Regions from separate parts of the Mus musculus genome. Here all the other regions are linked to region 1. Evidence: chromatin contacts called from public Hi-C and promoter capture Hi-C data. All regions are on one chromosome and are shown on one strand. The core of a region is the stretch at or near the end of the contact, and the rest is flanking DNA. Distances in the headings are between cores, read along the strand shown. Region 1 holds the start of Gdap2 (ganglioside-induced differentiation-associated-protein 2). Region 2 holds the start of Sass6 (SAS-6 centriolar assembly protein). Region 3 holds the start of Gatb (glutamyl-tRNA(Gln) amidotransferase, subunit B). Region 4 holds the start of Rps3a1 (ribosomal protein S3A1). Region 5 holds the start of Rnpc3 (RNA-binding region (RNP1, RRM) containing 3).

What was found. Promoter capture Hi-C pulls out the DNA fragments that hold promoters and counts their contacts. Hi-C and Micro-C count contacts between places; a contact is called where the count stands out from the background.
Region 2: a contact with region 1 is called in a promoter capture Hi-C map of pre-B cells. The contact joins the promoter of Sass6 here to the promoter of Gdap2 in region 1. A contact is called at or near these places in 1 of 39 promoter capture datasets (pre-B cells) and 1 of 484 Hi-C or Micro-C datasets (CD4 T cells).
Region 3: a Hi-C map of CD8 T cells shows a contact between it and region 1, with 6 times the contacts expected there. The contact joins the promoter of Gatb here to the promoter of Gdap2 in region 1. A contact is called at or near these places in 1 of 39 promoter capture datasets (liver) and 1 of 484 Hi-C or Micro-C datasets (CD8 T cells).
Region 4: a contact with region 1 is called in a Hi-C map of CD4 T cells, with 6 times the contacts expected there. The contact joins the promoter of Rps3a1 here to the promoter of Gdap2 in region 1. A contact is called at or near these places in 1 of 39 promoter capture datasets (liver) and 1 of 484 Hi-C or Micro-C datasets (CD4 T cells).
Region 5: a contact with region 1 is called in a promoter capture Hi-C map of pre-B cells. The contact joins the promoter of Rnpc3 here to the promoter of Gdap2 in region 1. A contact is called at or near these places in 1 of 39 promoter capture datasets (pre-B cells), 4 of 484 Hi-C or Micro-C datasets (CD8 T cells, the G1E-ER4 cell line and muscle stem cells) and 1 of 9 other capture datasets (adipose tissue).

The regions. Positions count from the first base shown.
Region 1 is chr3:100,161,182-100,163,750 of GRCm38.p6, reverse strand. It overlaps Gdap2 (ganglioside-induced differentiation-associated-protein 2), which reads right to left and starts at 1,288. Exons shown (of 14, transcript NM_010269.3): 1 at 1,086-1,288. It overlaps Wdr3 (WD repeat domain 3), which reads left to right and starts at 1,344. Exons shown (of 27, transcript NM_175552.5): 1 at 1,344-1,407; 2 at 2,529-2,569. The coding sequence starts at 2,561.
Region 2 is chr3:116,593,677-116,596,245 of GRCm38.p6, reverse strand. Sass6 (SAS-6 centriolar assembly protein) reads right to left here and starts at 1,288. Exons shown (of 17, transcript NM_028349.3): 1 at 1,068-1,288. The coding sequence starts at 1,132. It overlaps Trmt13 (tRNA methyltransferase 13), which reads left to right. Exons shown (of 12, transcript NM_030016.3): 2 at 653-1,607. The coding sequence starts at 1,461.
Region 3 is chr3:85,572,831-85,575,399 of GRCm38.p6, reverse strand. Gatb (glutamyl-tRNA(Gln) amidotransferase, subunit B) reads right to left here and starts at 1,271. Exons shown (of 13, transcript NM_144896.4): 1 at 1,081-1,271. The coding sequence starts at 1,256. It also overlaps Gm3740.
Region 4 is chr3:86,141,395-86,143,963 of GRCm38.p6, reverse strand. It overlaps Rps3a1 (ribosomal protein S3A1), which reads left to right and starts at 1,296. Exons shown (of 6, transcript NM_016959.4): 1 at 1,296-1,456; 2 at 2,163-2,266; 3 at 2,538-2,569. The coding sequence starts at 1,395.
Region 5 is chr3:113,628,865-113,631,433 of GRCm38.p6, reverse strand. Rnpc3 (RNA-binding region (RNP1, RRM) containing 3) reads left to right here and starts at 1,285. Exons shown (of 15, transcript NM_001038696.1): 1 at 1,285-1,571. The coding sequence starts at 1,380.

The sequences.
Region 1 (2,569 bases), core at 39-2,538:
AATTGGCAATGTCTAAAGGTTGGGCAGGCCTGAAATCTTCTAAACTGTTTCCCCACCAAAGCACACATCTCCCATCTCTAACAAGGAAATGCACAGCATCTACAGGAGGTAGGGTCCATACACATCTATCCAAATGTTCCTCCCCAGCCTGGAATAAATTTATCATCACGATTTCTTGCCTTCTTTTCATCCAACCCACTACAAATGATTCTTCTTTCAAAACAATTTTCTTAAACACAGAGGATGAGCTGGACATGTTTTAAATCACTAAGAAAATCTTACCCAGTAAATAGTAGCTAAAATTAAAAAGGAAAGGCCGGGCGTGGTGGCGCACGCCTTTAATCCCAGCACTTGGGAGGCAGAGGCAGGCGGATTTCTGAGTTCGAGGCCAGCCTGGTCTACAAAGTGAGTTCCAGGACAGCCAGAGCTACACAGAGAAACCCTGTCTCAAAAAAAAAAAAAAAAAAAAAAAAAAAAATAAGGAAGACAAGTCTACCTGTCAGCTACAATTGTCTACATGTCTAATTTCTAGGTTGGCTACAGAGGTTCAGTAAACCATGGCAGGGATCAATTCTTTTGTATAGTTATACGTACAGTTATATAGACAGCTACAGACATCAGACCTCGTTTCTAAAACTTCTAGACCAGCCCAAGGATAAAAGGGGGCAAGAGAAGAAAAGCTAATTTCCTCGTTAACAGAGTGGCTCAGTCTCAGTCTACAATTAAGGACCAGTAAGCCCAGGGTCACTTCCCTCTCAAGTGACCTGAAAGCGGAAACACAAAGCCAGGTCAATGTCACTCCAGGGACTGCGGGGTCTTTTTACAACTCAGCATCCTGGGCTCAGCGTCTGACCACAGGGAACCCGATTTATAGGACGGGCTGGACTCTGCTAGAGCCGCCACCCGCAGGGCTGCTCGCAGCACCGCGTCCCAGCAAATCCCGGGGACCTGCGTCCCCAGAGCTTGGCGACCCAACCTACCCTGAGTGCGAAGCCCAAAGCCCGGGAGGACCCGCCAGCCCAATCCCTCCCAGCCGCCGCACCCGACTGTGTCGCCCTCCCTTCCCGGCTTCGCCCTTCTCTCACAGCGCTCGGGCGGGCCCATCCGGGCGGCGGCCCGCAGCTCACTCAGATCCGTGGCAGAATTCAGGCGGATGACATCCGTACACTTTGCTTGCCAGAGGCGGAGGCTGAAGCGAACCGGTCTCCAGAGGCCAGGGTGACTGGCGACAGCGATCTGACAGCGAAGGTACCCGCTTCCTCTCCGCCACGCCACCCAATCACAGCGCTCTGCCGTCACTTCCGCCTAGAAGGTAAGGGAAACGCCGGGCGGAAGAAACTTCCAATCGGACCGGAAGTGGCGGGTCTCGTAGGCAGCGCTGTCTGCTGGAGCCTCGTGGAGAGTGAGGTGAGTGTTGCTGGCTCTTTAGGGATCGCGGGGCGCGGTTCCCCGCACAGTGGTGTTCACGGTGAGCCGACGCGGCGAGGGACTCCGCGCTAAGGGCACTAGGGAGGCCGGGGAGAAGCCCTTTGCCGCGGCCGTCTGCATCGCAGAACCCAGAGGCCGCGCGCTGCCCCCGGGCCGGAGTGCGAGGCTGCTGGAACTGCCCGATTTCCTTGGATTATTTCGGGGATGATGTGCAATAGAAACTTAGGTGCGGGGGATAGTTTGAGAGTGACCAGGTCGCAGGAAGGAAAACAAGCGAAGTTATTTGAGAAATAAGCTTTAAAGCCCTCGGGTAGGTACAGTGCATGTGAAAACGATAAACAAGCGTGTTACTATGACTTGAAGCGAAAATCGTGGACGTGGAAGTGCTAGATAGAAAACCAGTGCAGCAGCTCGTTGAAGACAAACTGGAGATGAAAGTGCAGGGAAGAGAAAACTGGGTAGAAAAGGCAGACACATGAACACACATGCATAAAAGCTGAGATCGGTTGGTCTGAGCTTTTGGATAGAGGAACTGCAGCAGCCCCATAAGCTCTGCGAGCTTATTATATACAGTTGAAAATGAAGAGGGGATTATTGCTTACAACTGAACAAGGAGACAGGGTGATTGTATAGAGATAATATCTAATTGCAATAGGGACAGTCTGTGGGGAGCAGTCTTCAGTCAGTACACATGGTGGTGTGGTGGGAGGGAAGAAGGCTATGGTGAACATTTTCTGGAACACTGTAAACATCCCACTTGAACCAAAGGACCATGATGCCTCTCCTATTGGTCTGGGGCATTGAAGTCCTTGACATGGCTACATTCATGTCAGCAGGACCCATTCACTCTGGGCTTCCTCTGATCTACACACAGGGTCTCTTCGAATCCCAGGAATCTCTCTCTCTGCCTTCCCTGTGCTGGGGTCATAGACCTGCATTTTTCTGTGCCTGGCCTTATGTGTGGGTGCGGGTACTACAGCAGGTACTTTACCATCTGTGCCAAGTTACATGCTTTTGATCATGTAAAAAAAAAAGGTTCCTGTTTGTTAGCTGTGCAGAGTCATTGTATTGCAAAAACTGAATTTTGTTTATTTACACAGATTGCCTTCCCGGTGTCATCAGACAGCCCAGCATGGGGCTT
Region 2 (2,569 bases), core at 39-2,538, about 16 Mb before region 1:
TGGGGTGGGGTGGGGGTTACACATCAGTGGTAGAGCATGCTAAGTGAGGGCACCACTTCAACTGTCAAAATCAAACAAACAATAAGACAATTAAATAACCTACAGATTCCTATATACGGCTGATGTTTTAAGTCCATTTTTCTGACTGCTTTGCTGGTTGATTCTGGACCTAATTTTAAATCGCATACCACAGTTTAACAGTCCAGCGACTCAATACATCAGTGTCTTCTTTTTGTTTTTGTTGTTTTTTAATTCAACATTTTTTTCACCGTTTAGTTTCTACAAACATTTTCACACCTGGTCTTCATTGCAATCAAATGAACAGCTAGACATATTAAATCAATTTAGCAAATGAGAAAATGTAATGTTCACAGAAACTAACAACTAAAAAGTTATTAGTAAAAGAGGGAAAAATCAGATCGCCTGTGGTTAGTGTGGCAAGTTTGCATTCATCTGTGCGATAAGATACCCTAGTGTAAACTCTGTGAAGATCAAGGTATCCCCAGGGGTCCGACGAAGGGCTTTACGGGTTGACTTATGTTTTGAATGTACAGAATTCCTGATTTTTCCAGTTTTGGGAGTTGGTTAAATGATTGAAACTGACGTGCGGATGAACCGAAATATGTCACTGAACGTTTTGTTTTGTTTTTAGATGGAGTTCTAAAGCTTCACCCCCAGTGTTCTTCAAAGGAGAGCATGAGTGAAGGGCCGGGCGACCTGAATCCTAGTGCGGACAGCTCCCTGAAGTCACCGTGAAGCTTTTGTGGAAATGACAGGGAGAATCAGAGTTGCCACCCAGAAAGGACAGGCTGGGCTCTGTCCCGCTGAGGGCCAGAACACGGACGTGAAGGAGTCGGCTTGCCATTTCCTCATTCCCTTTCCTCGCGTCCCCTCCGCAACGGCCGGCCCGGCCACAAACAAAGGTATCCATTAAGTCCGCAGGGTCCCTTCCCGATTCCCGGTGTGACAGTCCGACACCCGCGGACCGACCGATCCCCACGGAACCCAGCCGCCATCTTCCCCATTGGCGCGACCCCAACCGCCACCCGCCGGCTCCGGGAGCTCACCTCTCCTCGCAGTCTTTGCATTTCACTAGCAAGGGAACAAGCTGCTGGAACAGAACTTGACTCATGTCGGACCGCTGCCCCGACGGGAGGGTGAAGAAGCCCAGTAGGCCCGGCCTTCGGTCCCGGCTGCAAAGAAGAGCCGGTCCCGATGAGTTTGAGTTTGGCGCTCAGCTCCCGCGGAGGAGGAGGGAAACGATAAACAGAGGGAACGAAGGAGCTTTGGACCTCGTCAGCCACCGTCACCTTTTTCCGGTTCGGGCACCGACCGAGCCGGGCTGATGCGTCATTTCCGTGGACCCACCCCCCTCAGGCGGCCACGTTTGTTAAGGGAAGTGGGACCAAAGGGGACTGACAACTTTGGGCTGAGCCAGGCTTTCAAAAGGACCCAGCGTTATGGAGGCTCCGGCGGCGACTTCGCCCTCGATCGGATTTCCCATCGACGGCAGATGCAACTACTTCGTAGAAAAGAAGAAGCGCTTCTGCAGGATGGTGGCGGCCGCGGGGAAAAGGTTCTGTGGCGAACACGCTGGCTCCGCCGAGGTCAGCTATCGCCCTCCCTTCCTGGGAGTCGCGGGTCTGTGGGTGCTGGACCCCAGTCTCGCCCCTTTGACAGGTTCCTGCTTCCGTCCCATGGATTTAAGTAAATGCAGTTCTGCCCACCGCTCGGAGCCGCGAGGAGCCCCCGAGGAGCATTGCTTTCTTGTACTAAAAGCTCCCTCTGCTGTCTCAGAGACCCTTACACTCATCCTTCCTTCCGCTAGTCCCCCATCCTCAGGGGAAGTGATTATTTTTATAAAGGAGTGCTTGAAAAAGATCACTAGGTTTTATTAACTGGGTTCTAATTAATTATAGTTATTGTTTTTGAACGATAACCACTTGTGAATGCATGGGGAAGAAACTTAGAAACAATTTTTGTTTGTTTGTTTAGACTTGTAGATTAGTAATTTGCCTGTTCTTTATACATTAGGAGCCACTAATACTTTTGCACTTACAACCAAAATGTCTTATGACATTAATGTCTGTTGAGAGACAAAAAAAAGAAAAAAACAAAACAAAACAAAACAAAAAACTTTGCTTTCAACTTTGAAGTTTGTTATTTTACGTTTATTTTTCCTTCTCCGTCCCAGAATAATAATTACAAGTTCATAAGGTGTTTTCCTGGAGAGTTAAGTCTAAAGTCACAGGAAGCCTCATTACCCTCTACACCAAAAAAGAAAACATTTTACTAACCTGCTATACACTGTTTCTAAACTCAAACAATAGATTTTAAAAATGTGTGTGTGTGTGTGTGTGTGTGTGTGTGTGTGTTCTGTGATTACGCTTTGAAAGTTAGAGTACTATTTCCCTTGAAAGACAACTTTCTGTTTTTGAGATGGGGATCTTGCTGAATTGCTCATATTGGTCTTGAACATCTGATCCCAGGAATTCTCCTGCCTTAGCCTCCCAACTAGCTGGTCTCCATCAAAGAATCACACTGGAATTTAATTTAAAAGTCTATACAT
Region 3 (2,569 bases), core at 22-2,521, about 15 Mb after region 1:
TCATTTGTTCATACTTCACTGCTAGCAAATCTTTGTAAATGCTTACAGTGATATACTGTCTCTTATCTGAACAGCCCTACTCTGGTGAGCCAGTACTCCACTCTCTTTGGGGAATTAAATTCTCTATTCCTATGTATGTTCCTAGTCTTCACTTCTCCCTAGACATTTTCTATATTAGTCAGATTTTAATTCATGTGCATTCAGTTTTGTTTTAAGCAGTTCAACAGATGAAGGAATGAGAAAAGATTAATTCCTTCTTTCTAAAATTTGATAATAAAGCTTTCAAGAGAGAGGAAATAAACTAAGAAATTCAGAAATTCTGCATGTTCTAATTGCTAATCGAAGTATTTCTGCAGTTTCATTTCGTGGAAAGAAAATAGTCTAGTTTATGAAGAGAATAGAAAGGTGATGATTTTGGACATTTTTCTTCTCTTCTTCACTGAAATGCTAAAAAGAATGCCAACCTCAACAAAACAAAACTTTTTTAAAAATTGCCTTGTTGCTGTATTTTAAAAGAAGCTTTAAATCATGTACACGGAAGCAACTAACTGCTGTACAACATAAGCAATTCTTTATATAATCGGGGAAAGATTTCGTCAGTCGACTAACATCCTCCTGGGGTCTAGACAAATATGCCCACAATAAAACCACAGATAGCTAGTGCTTTCTGACTAATAAGACCTCTCCTATCTGGGGCTTTGTACAACGGCTATTTTCTGTCTTTAAATTATTGCTAGCCTGTAGTGACGCCAAATGCCCGCTACATACGAGCCAGAGTCTAGTGTCGCAGACCCCACACGAGTTAGTAGGGCAAAGTATTCCAGTCTTCTGTCTGAGAAGACGACTGGAGGAAACGCTATTTTACATTCGCACGTTGTCCAAATATGCCTACTTTAAGACAGAAGTTTTAAGTGTGAGGCTGAAGGTGGCAGGCCTGGTTTTGTGTTTTCATTTAGGTTCAGTTGCCCATAACACAGGTGACCACCCTCCAGCACACTAAAACCCTCAGGCTGGGCTGCCGGGGCCATTATCTTCGTTCTGCACTTCCACGAGACAGGCAAAAGTACGAAGAAGATATACCCTTTCCTCGGCTTCTGAGCCGTGTGGAGGGAAGGCTGAGCCACTGAACTCTGTCTCCTAGCCCAGTTGGATGTGGGCCCAGTCTGAGAGCCACTTCGGTGGCGGGAACCGCCATCTAGCCATGTTAAAGCCCAGCGTCTTCCAGGGAAACCCAAGCGCAGCATGGGCGCCGCCATAGCGTCGCCGAAGTCCCGGTCAGGTGACCCACCCTCCCTCTGCCGCGAGGCTCCCTGGGAAGCGTAGTTCTGGCAATGCGCCACAACCCGTGTAGCTCTTGACCGGAAGACTACTGTTCCCAGCAACCCAATTCAAAGGCTGCCGGAACTTTGTTAGGGAGGGGCGGAACCAAAGAAGTGGGAAGGTTGGTGGGTCCTGTGTGACTCCTCCTAGCGGGGAGTTGGAGAGCTTTGTGGCGGTAGAGCTTGTGTGTACTTTGACAGCTCTTTGAGGGAGCGCCAAGCAAGGAAGCCTCACCAAGGATTTTATACTCAGCTTAAGCCCGTGAGTTGAAACAAATGACCCTAACATTACCACAAAGGCTTCCTGGACCCTCCAACGCTTTTATTTTTTCTGTCTTGCTCGCACACCTCGCACACAAATTTGTGCATTATTTCAACTGATACTTATTTGCATGCCTGCTATATATACCTAGTTCAATAATAAGGCAGCATTGATATGCTAGAAAGAAAGACTTTGGGGATGTTATATTTTAAAGAATTGACATTTTAGGGAGAGGAACCATACAGAAAAACGTTTTAAAAATTGTTTTCATGTCCGAAAAAAATTTTTAAACTTTTATGTGCTTTTTACTTACTATTTTTCTTAGCCAACATCTGAAACAATTTCTTGTGTTAGAAAGCTTTGATAGAAAAAAAGACATCACCTCAATGGATTTCTTTTGTTGTTTGACTTCAGAACTCATCTTGGACTGGGCATATCCCTCAGTGGTACAGCATTTGCCTACCATGTAGAGATGCTAGGTCCCACCCTCAGGAAGGCAAAACCAAGCAGAGCCTTTCATATCCCTTGTTGAAATTCCAGGTGATTTTTTTTTTTATTTGAAAACTTAGTCTACAATAGTTCTTACTTTCATTGCCTGATTTTAATTGTCAACATAGTCTTAACAGCTATCTTTGATTTCAATGGATCCTTGTCTGGTATTTACCATAGTATTTCCAGAGTACAGAGTAGGCGCCTCAAGAATATATGAAGTAGTACAGTGCAGTGAATGTATTTGACAAATGGGGGCTGTTGAGAGGGTATGTTCTTTAGAAACGCAATAACAGATTGGGGTAGTGGTGAAGGGTAAAGTAAAACATATGTTTCTGGGAGATGTGCAAGGTGAGATTGAGGGACCTGATCGAGAGTTGGAGGTTCTGTACCTGCTCCTTGCTGACAGGTCCAGGACAGAGGAGAGAGGTCCCTGTCCCTCTGGGGTCTCTCCAGGGCTGAGCAGGATGGCGAGTGTCAACGGCCCAAAAGAAACACA
Region 4 (2,569 bases), core at 47-2,546, about 14 Mb after region 1:
AGATAGAGGTAGAGAAATGGCTTAGTGGTTAAGAGTAGTAGTGACTGCTCTTCTAGAGGACCCAGGTTCAATTCCCAGGACCCACATGATAGCTCACAACTGTCTGTAACTCCAGTTCCAGGGGATCTGGGACTTTCACACAGACAAACATGCAGGCAAACCATATAAAATAAAAATAAAGACATCACTTTTAAAAGTGGGGAAGGGGTGGTTTGCATTAAGAAAATTGGTGGGCAGTTAGGTACAACAATTGATCACGACTGTGCCTTTTTGGGGTGCTAGAGATGGAATCCGTTGTCTCAGGCATGCTGAGGCTTTTCCAGGACACCACTCTAGTCCCCACTCCACTAAAAACCCAAACACTCCTCCTATCCCAGAAAAAACAAAACCAACCAACCAAAAACCCAGGGCTGTCGAGATGGCTCAGCTGGTAAAGGCACCTGCAGAGACCTCTCAGGCAGTGAGGAGGCAGGGCACATTGTATGGCAGCGCTGCGGGCCAGTGTGCGCAGGATGGCAGCCTCTCCCTGAGCCTTATACCCACATAGTGGAAGAAGAGAACCAACTCTTGAGAATAGGTCTCTGACCTCCACACAGAGACCTGTGAGGCACAGGACCACACACATAGTCATACAAAAAAAAAATGTGATTACAAATGTGTAAGAGTTACATATGTATATATGTGTGTGTGTGTATATATATATTCTCTCCTCTCCCCTTCCCAGTCTGTCTTGCTAGGTAGTTCAGGCTAGTACTCACCATATACTCCAGGCTCTCCTCCAACTTGCTGTCCTCCTGCCTCCAGAGCTCTGGGATTGCACACACGGCTAAGCCTCTTTTTTCATGAAAGTTCACAACACAGCCAAGCCCAAGAGTAGTCAGCACGTGAACAGCGTGCCCGAAGTCATGCTTATTGAATTACACTAATGTTTTGAAATAGATCACATGAATATTCCCGTTTTACACCCGAGGGAACTGATGGCTAAAGAGGTCAGAAGGCTAAGTACTGTTGGAATCACCATTTGAACATGGATTTGCTATCTCTGATTCAAAGCCCATGGTCTAGGGAAGAAACGTACTCTCAAAATTAGAAACAGAGAGTTCCCACCCTCGGGGCAACGGAAACCACAAGAAACCTGAAGTGGGTTGAGCATCTCTGACAATCTGCAGGCTCCCATGCACAGCCTAGCCAGCCCGCGGCCCGCTGCGCGACCTCCCGACACACGAGGGCGCTGTCGCAGCACGGCGGGAAACGAGCCGCCAGCTAGTGTCGCGAGATTCTTAAAGCCGGAAGGGCGAAAGAGCAAGGGTCACGTAGACGGCGCTCCCCGCCCGGCTCGCGTTAAGTTCTCGCGCGAGTTGTACTTCCGCCCTTTTGGCTCTCCGGTCGGCACCATGGCGGTCGGCAAGAACAAGCGCCTGACGAAAGGTGGCAAGAAGGGAGCTAAGAAGAAAGTGTGAGTGGCGGATCGCGCGGGTCCCCGGCCGTTGGGCTCCGCAGGAGTTGGTGGGCGGGTTCTGGGGTGCGGCGTGGGGCGGATGGTGAGGATGCGGGGTGGATTGCGCGGCGGTGCTGCGCTGCGCGGCTGGCGGGTGCGTCCCGGGCGGCCGCCTCTCCGCCACCCGGCCGGGTGTCGCGCGCCGCGTGTGATCTCCGCCCTGCGTCTCTAGCAGTCGCTCGCGTGTCGCGCGCGAACTGTGGGCTCCTGGGTTGCTGGAAGTCCGTGGCACTTTTTAACACCGCTCTACGTCAGTCACTCTGGCTGTCCATGTCGGGACCCCATGTCAACTTGTGTGCTGGGCTCTCGTGGGACCGACCTGGAGACCCGGGACACTTGTTTAGCAGCAGTTTGTGCTGTTGCGGACCAGTCACTGTCACAGGTCCCTGAGGTTCCAGGGCAGTGTGTATATAGTACTGCCTGTGTGATGGAGGAGTGGGGAAGGCATGGCTTCGAACTTACTGCTTTGTGCACTGGCAGACCAGCCGGCCTCGCAGACGTTCACCCCACGGGGAGGACGTCCGTCGTGTTAAGTGCAGGCCGATTGCAAGATCGTGCCTGGGAAACTGTTAACAGAAGTCTGAAGGATAAGAAGCGTTTAAAAGTGGTCGGGAGTGTTGTTACAATTTACAGAGAAACTTGAGGTTATTTTTCTCCCATCCAGGGTCGATCCATTTTCTAAGAAAGACTGGTACGATGTGAAAGCTCCAGCCATGTTCAATATTAGGAACATCGGGAAGACACTAGTCACGAGGACTCAAGGAACCAGTGAGTACTGTGGGCCCCTTTTGCTTTGTTCCTAAGCTGTGGCATGTGCATATTAACCGGCGCCTTGGTCAACTCTGATGGGGCGCTGGATTGAAATGTCAGCCCAGTGGTTGGAGGGCCTGGCATTGGGAGTGCTTGGTCTTAGTACAGATGTGGCAGCAATGAAGTGTTTGTACAGCTGTCCAAGAGAACGTTTAGGTGTTGGCAGTAAGCCACTGGTGTGAAGGTGGGTTTGGTTAACAAGTTAACAGGGTTTGTGGTTCTTTTTTAGAAATTGCCTCTGATGGCCTCAAGGGTCGTGTG
Region 5 (2,569 bases), core at 36-2,535, about 13 Mb before region 1:
ATTTGCTCCCATAAATACTGTACTGGTGTGTGGAGGGGAGGCATATTGTTTTATAGCCTCACACTTGTGAACTAATAATTTGATGTGAAACGGAACTAGATTTCCTCTGAGTGCTCCCCACTTTTTCTTTTCTTTCTTCCTTTCCTTTGTGTCTTTACATAGCTCTGGTTGTCCTGGAACTCAGTGTCACCCACGCTGGCCTCAAAATCACTTGAGATGCATCTGTCTCTGCCTCTTGGGAACTTAGAATGAAAGGTGTGTGCCACCATGCCCGGTTTCTGCTATATTACTCATAGTGAAATCAAAGAGATTTTTAAACGTAAAATTTAACTATTCCTTCCACACACTCTTAAGTCTGTCGGCTTCTGTTCCCATGAGCAAGGTTCCTAACAAACCTCTAAGGTTCACAAGATCTGTCTCTAGTCACTCAATATTTTGGTAATTTATCTCCCCATGCAATGCTTCCTCAAAGCGGATCTTTGAAGTACTGTGTACTAACTGGCTCATATCCATCAAGCAAATTAGAAGTAAAAGACACCCTAGGACTACGGAGTGAGCATACACATCTTGATTAATCTGTAAGGGATATTACTTTAGACCACCAGGGCCGAATCTTAGTCACAACAGTGTAGACTCCAACTTGGGTGCAAGGGCTCAGATCTCACCTATTGGTTAGCAATGAGTCTTAATCTACGTCAGTACTCTCAGTCGTGAGGTGGTGAGAAGAGAACTTACATCCATGAATACGTACGCTAACACATTTTTAGGTATTTACTCATGGAAGAAGCCAATTTTGTTTAATAAACAAACCGTGGCGAGAACTTTCAGCCTGTATTTGCCGACTGATAACGGCGTGCTCTCTCGCCTGCACTGTTGAATCTGAGGCTGGAGACTTGTGTTTCACCAGTCCTAAATGCTAGGAACACACTTGACATTTCCCGAGCGTTCTCCATTCACCAGCCAGATTCACTTTCTGAAAAATCTGGATTAAGAGCCCAGGGAGCAACAGCCCTTGCACGGTTCCTTCAGTACTTGATCCCTGGGATTACAGTATTTTTCTTTTGCATGACTGACGTTCTTCGATGAGATTGCTGTCCTTCTAACAGTGGCGTCTCTTTCAGTCTTTATTTTATTACAACCTCTCATTAAACTTAAAGCACGACTCCTAGGCGCTCTCCCCCGCAACAGTCCCGAAAAGAGAAGAGCGACTCTCCCGGAGGCCATTCTCGCGAGGAGTTCTCCTCTCGCGGGATTTCCCTGCGTCCAGAATCCTTAGCGCGAAGCGGAAACTATCTTCCGCTCAGCCTCGGTGACTGCGGGAGTTCGGCCGGAAGCTTGCGCGGAGGTTCCGTCTCTGGCCGCTTCTGCAGGGAAGCTAGATGGCGGGGCCTGAGCCGCCGATGCCGCTGTCCCGAGGCGGCCCAGGCTCCGCTTCGCTTTCTCCGCCCCGGGGAGACCGCACCCTCCTCGTCAGGCACCTGCCGGCCGAGCTGACGGCTGAGGAGAAGGAGGACTTACTGAAGTACTTCGGGGCGCAGTCGGTGCGCGTCCTGTCAGATAAGGGGCGCCTGGTAAGCGTGCGCAGCGGGCGGGGCGGGGCGGGGCGGGGCGGGGCGGAGCCGGGCCGCTAGGACCGGGAGAAACAGGACTAGGCTCGCGGTCTGCGCCTGCGCAGCTTGCCTACCAGAGAGGCGAGCATGGAATTGAACCTTGAGCCAGTTAGATTAAGGCTGAGCCACGCAGGGACTGTGTAGAGGTTTCTACCGGCGAGCGCACCCGCCCGGTCGAATTCAAAACTAGCCTAGACTTGAAAATACTGTTTCTGTTAGATTCTCATAGTCGTATGCAAGGTTTTTGGTTTTGTATTTTTATTTTAAAAAATTGCTTTTAAATCCTGGGTTGTAGAGCAGGATATACATAATAGCAAAAATTTGAGTGTAATAGACTTAATAGATTAACAAAATGCAAATACAAATATCCCTTAATTCAATCTAAATACAGTAGGCTCTCCTTGAATCAGATTGGACAAATTCAGAGTTCTAATAAACAACTCAAACTTACCAGTAATATAATTTGTTCACCTTTTTCAGGATGGTATTCAAAATAGAATTCAAATGAGAAAATTAGACTTATTACTGAAATTATAGAAACAAAGCAAAAAGAGACAATGCACCTTGAGGGGTGATTTCACTGTTAGTAAATGATTTTAAATTTTATCTTGTATAGACTGAAAAGACTTTTGAGTGAGATGAAAAAGGGTATTCCATATGTATAAATTTTTCATTTTAATAATGAATCAAGCTTCTCCATGCATCACTTTTGTGTGGACATGAAACTCACAGTCTAGAAAGGCTATGCTGAGGGTTTTTTTTTTTTTTAAGGTTTTATTTATTTATTATATGTAAGTACAGTGTGGCTATCTTCAGATCTCATTATGGGTGGTTGTGAGCCAACTTGTGGTTGCTGGGATTTGAACTCAGGACCTCTGGAAGAGCAGTCAGTTCTCTCACCCGCTGAGCCATCTCACCAGCCCTAAATGTTTTAAGAGTGATCTTTTTTGGAAAGAGGA